Regions from separate parts of the Sus scrofa genome. Here region 2 is linked to region 1. A link is a contact called in public HiChIP or PLAC-seq data. All regions are on one chromosome and are shown on one strand. The core of a region is the stretch at or near the end of the contact, and the rest is flanking DNA. Distances in the headings are between cores, read along the strand shown. Region 1 holds the start of DOCK10 (dedicator of cytokinesis protein 10). Region 2 holds the start of MFF (mitochondrial fission factor).

The links. HiChIP or PLAC-seq counts read pairs in DNA pulled down with a chosen protein or histone mark.
Region 2: a contact with region 1 is called in an H3K27ac HiChIP or PLAC-seq map of alveolar macrophages, with 11 times the contacts expected there. The contact joins the promoter of MFF here to the promoter of DOCK10 in region 1.

The regions. Positions count from the first base shown.
Region 1 is chr15:126,708,146-126,714,912 of Sscrofa11.1, forward strand. It overlaps DOCK10 (dedicator of cytokinesis protein 10), which reads right to left and starts at 3,610. Exons shown (of 56, transcript XM_021074807.1): 1 at 3,198-3,610. The coding sequence starts at 3,320.
Region 2 is chr15:128,764,720-128,771,486 of Sscrofa11.1, forward strand. MFF (mitochondrial fission factor) reads left to right here and starts at 3,722. Exons shown (of 8, transcript NM_001244126.1): 1 at 3,722-3,820.

The DNA.
Region 1 (6,767 bases), core at 2,360-4,859:
CTAGGTTCATCCACATTTTCACAAATGGCAGGATTTCCTTCTATTTCCTTTTTTAAGGTTGAATAATATGTGTGTGTACATCTGTGTGTGTATATGTATATGTGTGTGTGTGTATATAGATAGATAGATACACGAACAGTGGAATATTATATACCCACTGTAATGGAACATTATATATCCATATTGTTATACATATATCCATATATCCATTATATACTTAAATATAGTCATATACACACATATATACACATACATATATGTGTATGTATATATATATATATATCGAGAGAAAGAGAGAGAGAGAGAGAGAACACGTTTTCTTTATCCATCCATCCCTGGGCAGACATTTAGGTTGTTTCCGTAACTTGACTACTATGAAAACACTGCAGTGAGCTTGGGAGTGTAGCTACTTCTTCATAATTGTTCTTAAGAGAAATGCAGAATAAAGTGGGTCCTCACTAGGAGTCTGCCTGCACATGAGCTACTGCAGTACTTTGGGTTAAAACTGCTTTGGAATCCACCTCTGCTTTCCTCAGAACCGACCTAAAAGTAGACCCAGGAGTAAGTGCCTTAACTCAGCAGTCTTTTGCGCTCTGCTCACCATAATCCAAACACATTTTGCAGTGTGGTATGTGTGTGTTTGCATGCTATATATGTACATATTTGGCAATGTATACACACGTACACATATATATATAATTCTCAGAGCCCAAAACTACAGGGCCAATCTGGCAATCTCATTTGTTCTCATAACAACCTCTTATTATTCTTATTGAATCCTACAACAATCTGTCCATAATATTCTGAAGACTTTGGGCCCCCTAAACAGAGATTTCAGGAAGGGTACTGTATGAATCTAACAGTGAGACAGTTTTTCTCACCAAGATCTTCCAGTGTCTCAAATATTTTTCAATAATGACAGCTTGTTCCAATACACACAATTCTACGTGCCAGTTCTGAAGTGGGCTACCCACAACTGTCCTCCCCCAGTCTATTAATTTTCTCCCTTGACAACTAAGACTTGAGGACTTGAAGCAACAAACACAAAGAGTCTTAAGGAACTGGATCAATGTAAGCTAGGCTTAGTCTTCACCTCACAGTCCAATTACAAGGGTTTTGGTTCAAAAGGGATGCTCTACCTCACAGAATCCCGCTGAGTTTGAGTGCCAACTCAGAGAAGTCATCAGTTTCCTGTTTCCCTTTACGAGTTTAACTGATAGGATGGACTGCCAAGCACATGACTTCTTGCTGCCAAAATCGCTGCCCAAACTGCCTGACTAGATGTATAAGATCCCCTGAAATGTCTTGGCAAAAGCTGGTTCAGGAGTGTTGGCCAAGGTGCTGAAGTAAGAGGAGGGAGCCAGGGACACTCTTGCCAGGGAATCGCCCCTTCCCCCGACTCTTTTTAAGACATTGAGCTTATTCATTTTGACAAGATAACCCTAGGATTTCAAATTTGAGAGAAATTTGGAGAAAGTCATGTGTGTGTATGCATACAAAGGTATCTAGGATACATACTTATCACAGAAATTCAGGAGCTACAAAAACTCTAGGGAAACTCAGCTAAAAACAAAACAAAAATCAAAAACAACATTTAGGGCTGTTGATTCCAGCTGAATGCTCCTCAGTTCTCTGCACTTCTCCACCAGATCCTTAGTGAGACTTGGTAACAGGAATCAATTGCAAAATAAAGCTTTTGTAAAGCAAAAGGCAGAGAATGACAAAGCCACAATCCTGAGTGATCATTTCAAAGTAAAGATTATTTTCTACGCTTGCCTGAAGATTGTACTATCTCTTTTACTTGAATTGAACCTTTTTTCCCCCAATGTTCTTTTTGACAGCTATCCCTCCTGCCTTGAAAATGTGCATGGTGATATCAGAACCAGGGCAGCCCCTGGCACAGGTTTGAATCCCCTCTGGGTAACAGCAGACTGTAGCCAGTGGTAAGTGCAAGAGAAGGAACACTGGCCACTGACTCATTTCACACTCCAATCACCTCCACTCTCTTGGGCATCTGATGCCTCTTTCCTCTGCCAGGCAATTAGCTTCCGTTCTGTTCAACTTTCTGACCTCTGGCTTTAAAGAAAAGTCCTGGCTGTGGGAACTGGCTCTGGGCAGCTCTTGGCTCCCTTCTGATGGGTGACTGGCAAGAGTAGCACTTTCTTTGACACTCTTAAAAGAAGCCGTTTAATTCCTAACGATATTTCCTGGCGAAAAGAAAAATGAAACCCACAATGTGGGATTCCGGTCCAGCAAAGGCAGGCCAAGAGTGCGGCTGCTGAACCCACGTCTTGCTTTAAGGCTGTTCCCACTAGCTTCCTTTTCCCATCAAAGTAGATCTTTTTTTTTTTTTTTTCCTTCCGATACTTCCACCCTGGAGTGTGACACCTACTGGAAGTTAGGAACCTCTGGGAGGTATGGATATGATTTGGGCATCAGATGAGATGGGCTGGCTGCTGCCCCAGGGATTTCCCGCGGAAATCACCCAGCTCTCTTAGAAGGCGTTTCAATAAGGAAGTAACCAGTAAAGCAATCTTGGCGGGAGAACCCCGTGAACATCTTAGAAAAATACAAGAAACCACTGGATGCTTAATGACCCACGTCTCCCCCAGCCTGGTTCCTCAGCCCTTTCTGGAGTCCTCTAAAGCGGTTTGTGGGTTTTTACCCCGTGGAGGAAGGGGAGTGAGAAGAGCATTTATTTCCGCGACAGCACTCAGGTGGGGTTCGCAGCCTTGCCTCTGGAGAGGATCCCGGATCACATCCTCTCCTCCTGCGCACTAGTGGCCAGGAATGACGGGGAGCGCAGACCTGCGGACCGAGGTGTTCCGCTATGCCCACGTCCCCCCACCCCTCGAGTCTCTGGCACCTACCACCTAGCGCCCATGTGACTCGCGAGGTGTTCCCGTCACCTCTTCACCTCCCCAAACCCAGACACATCTTCTCCCACATTGCGCTTCTGCTGCCCGCACAGCTGCTCCCGTCTGAGTGTCCCCAGTCCCCAAACGCGACCCGGGTCCTTACGCGTCGGTGGCGCTGCCTCGCGGAGGTGGCTCCGGGGCGCCCGGCGAGGCGGCGCGGGAGGGCTGCGGGGGAGGGGAGCGGGGGTGGGGCGCAAGGGCCGCTGCACCGGGGGTTCGGGGAGGCCGGGCCGGGGCCCCCGGCCGCCCGGGGAGGCGCGGACGACGCGCCGCACTCACCCGCTGCTGCTGCCGGCTGCTGACGGCCACCGCGGCGGCAGACGCGGCGCTGTGCCGGAGCTCGGCCGCCTGCCCGGGTCGTAGTAGGCTCCGGGTGAACCTGCGGGTCCGCTCGCTGGCCATCGCCCGCCGCGGGCCCGGAGCGCGCGTCCCGCCGGTCTTCCCCGCGCCGACCTCCTCTACCCACCCGCCGTTCAGGAAGCGGAACTCGGAGCCTTTCCCCCCCTCTTCCTCGCTCTACTCGCAAGAGGCGGGTTTTTCTCTCTTGCACCCCCACTCCCCCACCCCCTGCTCTCCGCCGAAGCTTCGCGACGACTTTCCAAACTCTGCGCTCCCCCGGGCGCGCGCGGCCAACTCGGCGAGCGGCCCCGGCCCGGCAGCGGCGCCTTTGGAGCTGGGGCCGCGGGACGCGCGTGGGGCGGCTCCAGCCTGCGCCGCCCCCGGGCTCAGCTGGCCGCCCGGGGCCGTCCCCGTCGCCCCGGGGACCGGCAGGCAGCGGGGGAGGGCGCGGGGCGGCCGCCGCGAGGCTCCGGGCGGGGCCTGCCCACGGTCCTCGTGCCCGTTTGGAGGCTCCTCGCAGGGCTGGCGCTCTGGCGGCGGTCGCTTGTTTGGCCCCGACTTTCCGGGGCTGGAGAATGGGCGCGGGCCTAGCTCACTTTGCCCTTCCATCCTTAGAACCCGGTTAGAGACTGGTGGCTGGGATCTCCGCAGTGTGGCCCGAACCAGGTTTTCGAGGTCCTCTTTGCCCAAAGTCCTTGCGTAAGGCCTTGAAATAAGATTCCAAGTTCATAAGATGCCTTCAACTAGTATTCATTAAACGCCTACTGTGTGTCAGTTCACGTTGTTCTGGAAACTGGGATTAGAGGGGAATTTACCCGCTGGATCCTAAGGCTGTGAGGGGCTGATAAGGTTTGGGGGTTGAGGGTGGGAGGCAGCAAATAACCGAGTTCAAGAAGACTAGTATGTGAAAAGGGGAGCTTCAGTTAACACAAGCTAGGAGCGAATAAATCAGGGTAATGTGATGTAAGAAGGTGGGGAGGGGGTGGTATCACTTACGGAGAGTTGGCTAGAACTGACTGGTGTTACTAGGTAGTGTGGGTCAGGTACGGGGGTGGCCTAATACTTGTGTTGTTTTTCTGCCCCCACTCTTGCCACACATCCATCTGGCTTGCACATTGTCCCCAGCTATCAGATTAAAGTCTCCTAAGAGTTCTCATCCTCAGCACATCCCCAGGTGGTTCTCCACCTCCACGTGGGGTGGGGGTGGAGGCAGTCCTGCACCCTAGAATACCAGTCTGAAGAGATCCAGTCACTCTATATCACTCTAAGATTCTAGCTTTCCCTTTTTGTCCATTTTATAAAGTTTGATTGAAGTATAGTTGGAGCTTCCTTAAGAACTTGACTAGTATCCATGAGGATGCAGGTTCCATCTCTGGCCTCTATCAATGGGTTGAGGATCCTGGGTTTCCATGTGCTGCCAAGTAGGCTGGCAGCTGCAGCTCCAATTCAACACATAGCCTGGGAACTTCCATATGTGGTGATTGCAAAAAAGTTTATTGAAGTATAGTTGATTTACGATGTTGCAAAAATTTCTGCTGTACAACAGAGTGATTCAGTTATACATGTACACACATCCATTCTTTTCCAGATTCTTTTTCTGTGTAGGTTACCACAGGATATTAGGTAGCATTCCCTATGCTATACAGCAGATCCCTCTTGGCCAGTCATTCCATATACCACAGTGTGTATATGCTAATCCTAAACCCCCAGACCATCCCTCTCCTGGACCTGTAGCCTTGGGTAACCATAAATTTTTCAAAGTCCTTGAAGTCTGTTTCTTTTCTGCAAAATAAGTTCATTTGTATCCTTTTTTTTTTTTAGATCCTACATATAGATGATATCACATGATGTTTTTTTATCACTGTCTGACTAACTTCACTTAGTACCATAATCTCTAGGTCCACCCATGTTGCTGCAAATGGCATTATTTCATCCTTTTTTATGGCTGAGTAATATTCCACTTCACACCAACCAGAATGGCCATCATCAAAAGTCTCCAAACAATAAATGCTGGAGAAGGTGTGGAGAAAGGGGAACACTCTTACACTGTTGGTAGGAATGTAAATTGGTACAACCACTATGGAAAACAGTATGGAGATTCCTCAAAACAATAGAAGTAGAATTACTATATTATCTAATAATCCCACTCCTAGGCATCTATCCAGTGAAAACCATAATTTGAAAAGATAACATGCACTCCAATATTCATGGCAACACTATTTACAATAGCAATGACATGGAAGCAACCTACATGTGCAGTGACAGAGGAATGGATAAAGAAGACATGGTACATATGTAATATGGAATATTACTCCAGGTTTTTCTTAACAGCTTTTTACAGATCAGTTACCCTGACATTTTCCCCAAGCCAATATGTGGTTGTAACACAAGGTTGCATTTGGGTATAAAAAATTCTTAAGTGGCTGATAAATGTACTTGAGTCAGCTCTCAGGTATCTGGAATTCAATCAGCCAGAGGTACTGATTGGACATCGTTGCAGCACATTCTAGAAACTGTGATGAGCAGAAGCTCTGGAAGATTTGGGAAGTGCCATATGAAACACCGGCTCGCTCTCTAGTACCCTTCATAACAAACCACTGTGTCTTGCATTATATGCTGTCACGTGGGTGCCCAGTGTGTGAACAAGGTCACCTTTAAGGGTAAGCAAAGTAGGTGGTTGCCCTGTGGTGACACATGAAGATCTTAGAAGTAGTAACTCCCTCCAACCACACCCTCCTCTAACAGGTGTGTCCTGTGGGGATGCTTTCAAATGCATATACTCCCCAAAGCACTTTTGAATGAACACGAGCATCCCAAGCACAGGTATCTAGGATCTAGGATTTGTCCCTGGTTTCAGAACACTGCCTAGCACACAGAAGTTGCTCAAAAACATTGATTTGTGGATAATTTTCCCTGAGGGCTTAGATGGGCTGTGCAGTCAGAGAGCTTAGAGTGCCCGAGGCAGGGAACGGCAGAAAGGGGTGCTGGAAGGGAAGGCTGTAGTAACTGGAAAGTGCTCATAATGTGTCCCGAGTATAGCACTAAGCCGATTGAAAACACTGAGTAACTCATTCAATCCCTTCTTCAACTGTAGCAAAAACTTGCTCGCACTTCCTTTATTACTAGGAACTTTACTTTCTCCAGCTTCAGGGGGTCACCCAGAGCACTGGTGTGAGAGGATGCCAATGCCTATTTGCCTGACCTGTAGCCTGTATGATGGTCATTCCATGGGTCACACGAAGCAGGAGGGTAGTTGTGAGTGACCTTTACACTCAGGGCAGCTCGATAACAATGGAATAACCCTGGGACCTCCTTGGCCCTTGGTGGTCTTGGAAGTTAGTTAAGCTCCCTTCTGCACGCTAAGGACAGAAAGCTGAGCGTCTGCATAGATACACATATTCTTTGCTGCAGAAACATCATTTCAGTTCTCCTATTTGGGATTCTCCGACTCTCCGCTGGCCACCCACTCGAAATTCCCTGGGGAGACCTGGCTAAGATGCTTTGTAAAGG
Region 2 (6,767 bases), core at 2,472-4,971, 2.1 Mb after region 1:
AAGGAAAAATATTCATAAATTTCAAAGATTTGGTTAAGTTGAATGCCTTTAATATACAAAATATAAAATCTCATAGGTAAGAAACTCTCAGGCTGCGTTAAATGACAAAAAAGATATAATCAAAGGAAAAGACGAATAGCAATGCTGGGTAATAATTCCAAGATAACCAAGAAAATCATTGCTCAAATAAATATTTAGATGCATTCTCATAATTGGGTCCAAAAAAACCTAACTTGAAAACATACTAAGTTGAAAAATGTACTAATCCATCTTAATAAACTTATTTTTACGGCTGACAAGTAGAAGAATGAATGCTGTGTTTGAACACATTCTCCCTACTTATAAGCCTGTGTAGAAAGAAAAATCTTGGTCAGTCTCTAAGGGATTCTTTGCAGCTACTGACGGGGCACTTGTGGAGTGCTAAGAGTATGCAGCTCACCTCAACCTAATCCCAGCTGGGCTACTATAAGTTAAGAGACAACCAAACACAGGAAGAGAAGTAACTGGTTTTGAATGAGTGGACTCGATTTAACCATTCAGATAAATTTGACCTTCTCTAGGTTTTTGGAGGCTGTACAGTATTTCTAAATATGCGGACATTGCTCAAAACCTTTTTAGAACTATCTTTTCTTTTTTCTTTACTTTTCTGACCACATCCAAGGCATCAGGAAGTTTCCAGTCCAGGGATCCAATCTGAATCCAAGCTGCAGCGAGTCACACTACAGCTGCTGAACACCAGATCCCTCACCCACTGTACAGGGCTGGGGACTGAACCTGTGCCACCACAGAGACAACGCCGGAAACTTAACCCTCTGCATGGCAGAGGGAACTCCTGGAATTATAATTCCAATTTATCACTCAAACAAGGAAAAAGATCTCTTTACATTATACCCAACAACTACGACATGCTCAATATAATTAGCTCCATGAAGATGTGGACATGAGATGCAGACCTTGGCCTCAAACACAGAATTTATAATCTGGTGGGGAAAACAGGGCAAAAATATAGATAATGATACTATTGAACAGAATGATACTATTGACAAGTACCCTAAGAGCCAACAAATAGCGATTTAAAAGTTGGAGCCCTCAGGAAATCATAAAAGATGGGACATTTTAAGTGGACCTTTAAGGGCAGTTAGGGTTTCAAGAAGTAGAAGGTGATCAGAGAGTAGGATGGTTTTCTAGGTGGCAGAAATAGCATAGATACAGGTAAGTAGTTAGGAAAGCATGAAACAATCTCAGAGACCCATGAATGGTCAAGAATATAAGGAATATATGCATAAGTATCATACACACACGTGTGGTGAGTAAGGTGGCATAGCAGCAGGTGAGGGCCATGAACTCCAAGTTGAACTTGTACCTCATTGGTTGGTATAGAGATCCACTGAAGACTGTGAGCTTAAGAGTAGACTGTTCCTATAAACGGGAACATGGAAGATCCAATATCTAATCTACTGCCCTTCCAGGCTATTTCAATTTCAAGTGTTTTTAAAAATTATTGTACTGCTGTATGGACTTTTGAATTTGTTTAAAAAAAAAGTAAGTTATCAATTTGTTTTTGTATTTGGGGCTTCAAATTTGGGATGTCTTTGTCACAAACTGCAAAAATAGGTTCTTTGTGGATCCAATATCTAGAATTAGAGAAAGAAAAATATTGGAATGGGGAGGCCAGTTAAAAGGGTAACAGCCCAGATTATGGGTAGTGATTTCCCAGTGGGAGCAGAAAAGGGAGAGAAAGTGGACAGTTGGCATAGAGGTGGGAGAATTTAAGGGGCGGGGGCCTTGGGAGGCTGTGAAAGATGACTTCAGAATTTTGTAACTTGTAACTAGAAAAAAAAAAAATCTTGCCATCAACTGAAAAAGGAAATTCAGAACTTATCTGGATTGGGAAGAGGAGAAGTTTTGAAGTTTGGAAGCCCTGTTGGTATCAGAGCTCCAACAGGATGCTTAGGAAGAAACGGCCAGAACTAGTGCAACAGGATGAGACAATCCTGTTGATATATTTAGATTTAAATACCACCTTTCTCCACCAAAGATTTGAGGCAACTATGGGTGCAAAGGAGTCAAGGGTGGATTGAATCATAAACAGGAATGTCTACACTAATGATGGAAGAAAAGGAAAAGCCCATCGTGAAGCTTTATCACAAAATCAAGGGAGCAGAGTTTCCAGCAAGGGCGAGAAAGTGCCTTTTTATAAAATTTGAGAATGTACTACCAGACAGTGTCAGGTGCTTTGATGTACTACATTCTTGATTAATTTAACAGAATCAAATGATGCAGGAAGATTAAGGGTGATCAATATTAAGGGAGGAAACTTTGGATTCGGTAATTGGATCACAATCTTCATTTGAAAGTTATTTCAACTTCCCTGGGGAAGCACAGGAATAAAAAGCAAACTGAAAGTAATTAATAAATGGAAAGATACTACATGAGCAGGAAAACTCTCACTTCTAAAGGTTTTGGTCATAGATGGCTTATCCAGCTTGGTCTCTAAATTCCCCCAGAAGGTGAACTTGGAATGACTGATCATTCCTAAAATCAATTTATTCTTAAAGGATAAGAATAAATCGTATTGGAGTTCCCGTCGTGGCTCAGTGGTTAACGAACCCGACTAGGGACCACGAGGTTTCAAGTTCGTCCCTGGCCTCGCTCAGTGGGTTAAGGATCTGGTATTGCCGTGAGCTGTGGTGTAGGTTGCAGACGCAGCTCGGATCCTGCGTTGCTGTGGCTCTGGCGTAGGCTGGCGGCTGCAGCTCCGATTCGACCCCTAGCCTGGGAACCTCCATATGCCTCGGGAGCGACCCAAGAAATGGCAAAAAGACAAACAAACAAAAAAGAATAAATCGTATTTATTAACGTTAATAACGAAACTAAGAATTTGTTCTTGGGCCCACTGTGAAGAAGGGGCCCAAGAATGAAAAATTCTCGGAGGACCTCCCAAATTATTTTAAAGAATGCTAACATCTCTGGAATATCTTTAGACTCTAGAGAAGTACATACTTACACGTCTTTGTTTGTCTGTTTGTTAAAATCGAAGCATACAAACTTTTCTGTGCTGGCTTCATTCTGTCCCAATATTGATGAGCAAGGTACTGATTCCCACCCCCACCGCGCCCCGCCCTCCACGAAAGTCAATAGTTAGGTGGTTATAGGCAGACAGTTCTTGGAAGCTAAATAAGGCTGCTAACTACTATGAAACCTAACTTATTTTCTGCGAATCTCACCTTGAAGTATCAATGAAGCCAGTAAGGGCAAGGATCACTGTTAAGGAAGACAGAGTCAGAGGGCCTGAAAAGTCGTCAAAATTGGAGTTTAGTGTTTAAGAATCTCTTGCAGAACTGGCGGAATACGCAGATTCTTAGGCCTCAGACCAGTCCTCATTTAATACAAACAATCCTGAAAACTAGTTATTTAACGAGCTACTAAAGTTTTACCTTGTAAACACGAGATTCTTAAAGATTCCGTACGCTCACAAATGTAAGCCTGAGAGAACACCTGCTACTCGCGGTTGGCACACTTTGCCCACAACAAAGATGTCGCCGGAGCGCCGTCGCACTGCCCCGCGCTCCTACGCGGGAACTTTACGTCCGCCCTTCCCTGCGTCACATGACCACGAACCTGTCTCAGCTACGGCTCCTGGAAGGGGCCAGTCCCGGACGTTCTCGCGTCTCTCCCCGCCCGCTGCGGGCCTCTCCGGCCGGTGGTTTGCCCGGGCGCCTCAGTGCGCTCGGCCAACGGCCTCTGAGAGCGCCCATCCGAGCGCCCTGGGAGCCGGCGGGCGGCGGCCCACGCCGGGGACCCTCCAGCGGGCCCAGGGGTGAGTTCTGACGTCCTCCCTACCCCGGGCCTGGGGTCCTAGCCGCCGCCAGGCCTAGCGCGGTGGCCTTGACCCTCTGGCCGATGGAGGGACTCGCTGTACCCCGGTCGGTTCGCGGTGTCGTCCTGGGTGGAGTCCCGACCTTGAACTTTGGCCTTTCCTCCTCCTCAGGGCGTTGCCGCCCCTTCGGTGCCTGAGAAAGGCAAGGGAGAGCAGTGCGCTCTCCTGCAAACGTTTTTGGGTGTCTCGTTTTGTCGATAAATGTAGCTTTTCCGGCTAGAAAATAGTTTGGGGGTTGGGACACCCTAAGGGCGTCCTGAGAACTTAACGCGATGTTTAGCCGGTCATTTTCCTTATTCTTCCCAGCCAAGGCCCTGGTACCTTTCAGTATGACCTTGAACCCGACGTCTGCCGTCTTTAAAAGTAGTTTTTGCTTTTCGTTTTTCCTTCGTAGAAGATAAAGTGTTGGAGATGAAAGGCTTTGTTGGAAGCGCAGGCACCCGCGGGAGGCCCCTGGTGGGGGCCGGTGTGTAAGCATCCTTGCCCGCAGGTGTGGCTGCCTGGCGGGAGATGCTCCTAGCATTTCCTCCCAGCAGAGAAGCTGGAGGAAAGCTCAGATTCCCGTACCGCCGGTCCTCCGTCTGCAGGAGTCCCCTTTCTTTGGTGGAAGAAAAACCTCCGGCTGCCATCCCACAACCTAAGAGCCAGGGAGAGAACCCTTTCAAAGGTGGTGACCTCTTAGTTACAGAAGATAAGAAAAGCTTTGGGTCTCTGTTCTCAAGTACAGAACCAGTTGTATACAGGCCTCTCACCCCACTGAGAGACTTTAATTGAGGAATCTTAAATGTATCCTCTAGATGAAAAACGTTTCTTTCCGTGTCAGTTTCATTGCTAATACGATCCCAAAGGAGAACTCCCTAGGAACTGGACGGGAAAGGATCAAAATGATTTAGTTGTGCTTGGTAGTCTCTTCCTATGTAATTAAATTATTTGTGGGACCCGCCTCTTTTTGGTTTCAAGCACTTGTGAATTGGTTTTGCTATTTTTTTCCAAAAGGAAATTGTGTTGTCTATCCCTTCCTGTCTGATAGGGCTGCCTCATTTTACGATTAAAAGTTAGCTGTTCCTGTCCTCCCTTCTTGTGTTGAAACTTGTTTTCTGTGGACTGATAACCTTATTTTAAAATTTGTTGATTTGTGTTTTCTAAGTTTTCAGTGACTTTTTTTTTTTTTTTTTTCCTTTTTATGGCCACACCTGCGGCATGTGGAAGTTCCCAGGGTAGGGGTCGTATGGGTGCTGCAGCTGCGCACCTACACCAGAGCCGCAGCAACGTGGGATCTGAATCGAGTCTGTGACCTACACTGTAGCTCACCGCAACACCAGATCCTTAACCCACTCAGTGGGGCCAGGGATCGAACCCGCATCCTCATGGGTTTGTTACCGCTGAGCCGCAAGGGAAACCCTGCAGTGACTTTTCTTTAAAAATTAAAATTAATCCCGGATTACTACACCATTATTTTCTAATATACCCATTTATTAAGTATAGTGTCTTGAAAAGAGAACTGAAACAAGGTGAGCTGTATAAAAGCCCTGAACCAGGTCCACACAATTACGTGATCAACAACCTGACATTTTTTTAGTGTTTGGGGAATTATGTAAATCTTTGCAACCACAATCAGTTTGATCCAAGTTGCTTCTGTGACTTCCTGGACTATTTCTTCGGATCCCAGTCTTCTAATGTAGAAAATGAAAAAGTCAAGCTTGAATCATTGTGTCACCAAATTGGGACACTTTCCACAAGTAGGATGTAACGAGGTAGTTTACAGTTGAGAGTTTTTATATGAGTCATGTTTTTGTTACGTGTCTTTATAAATGTACACATTAAGTCCATGGTTTAAGATAGTAATACACAATTTACTTTTAAAGTATTTAAAGATTTTAAAGTTGAGTTAAAGGAAAGATTAAGTGTAACTTAGAGTACTGTACTGTTTGAATACTGAAAAAAAAAATTTTTGGTAATTAAGTTACCAATGGTTGGGAACCCCTGGGCTTAAAAAAAAGTAGAGATATGAGATCATCTATGATTCTGAAAGGGGTTTTTGTCTTCTTAGTTGTATCACAGAGACTCATGTACTGGTTGCCTGGTAGATTCTAAGTGGCAAAACTAGAATTATTATTTTAGCTCCAAGTGGGAAATCTTTCTTTATTGTCAAAAGATATTACCAAAAATATCACAGTCTAATGAGGGACAAAAATTAGATTTTGATCTGTTTTCCTTAAGCAGAAAAGCCAGTAATTGGGGACAATATTAAATCTTGGTAGAAAAACTCCATTTACTTTTTAAGTAGCTTAGATTGGCTACAGGAGAACTTGGCTTTTTCCAGAGTTTTTTCAGTGTTCACCTTTGTGATCTAAATCTGTGATGCTTTCCACATTCAGAGAGGCTTGTGAGAGAAGATGTTGCTATAGAATGAAATGTTTAAGACCCATGGATGTGCTAGTGGAAGGCTGAAATGTGATAAATGAGGTGTGGATAGTGGCACATTTCAGGGAGACAGTATTGTTCTAGCAGTTTGCATCCCTTGTTTATTATTGTAAAATTTCAATGTATAATGTCCCAAGGCTCTCACCATTTGAGGTATAACTTTTCAGTGTTATTTCTAACTGTAAGCTTTTACTGAGCTGCAGATACATACACACGAGTATAAGAAGAGTATCTCATTTAAAATGATGCACAGGGAGTTCCCATTGTGGCTCAATGATAACGAACTTGACTAGTGTCCATCCCTGGCCTCACCCAATGGGATAAGGATCCGTCGTTGCCGTGACGTGTGGTGTAGGTCACAGATAAAGCTCAGATACTGCCTTGCTGTGGCTGTGGCATAGGTCAGGGATTCACCCCTTAGCCTGGGAACTTCCCTGTGCCCTAAAAAGCAAAATAAAATAAA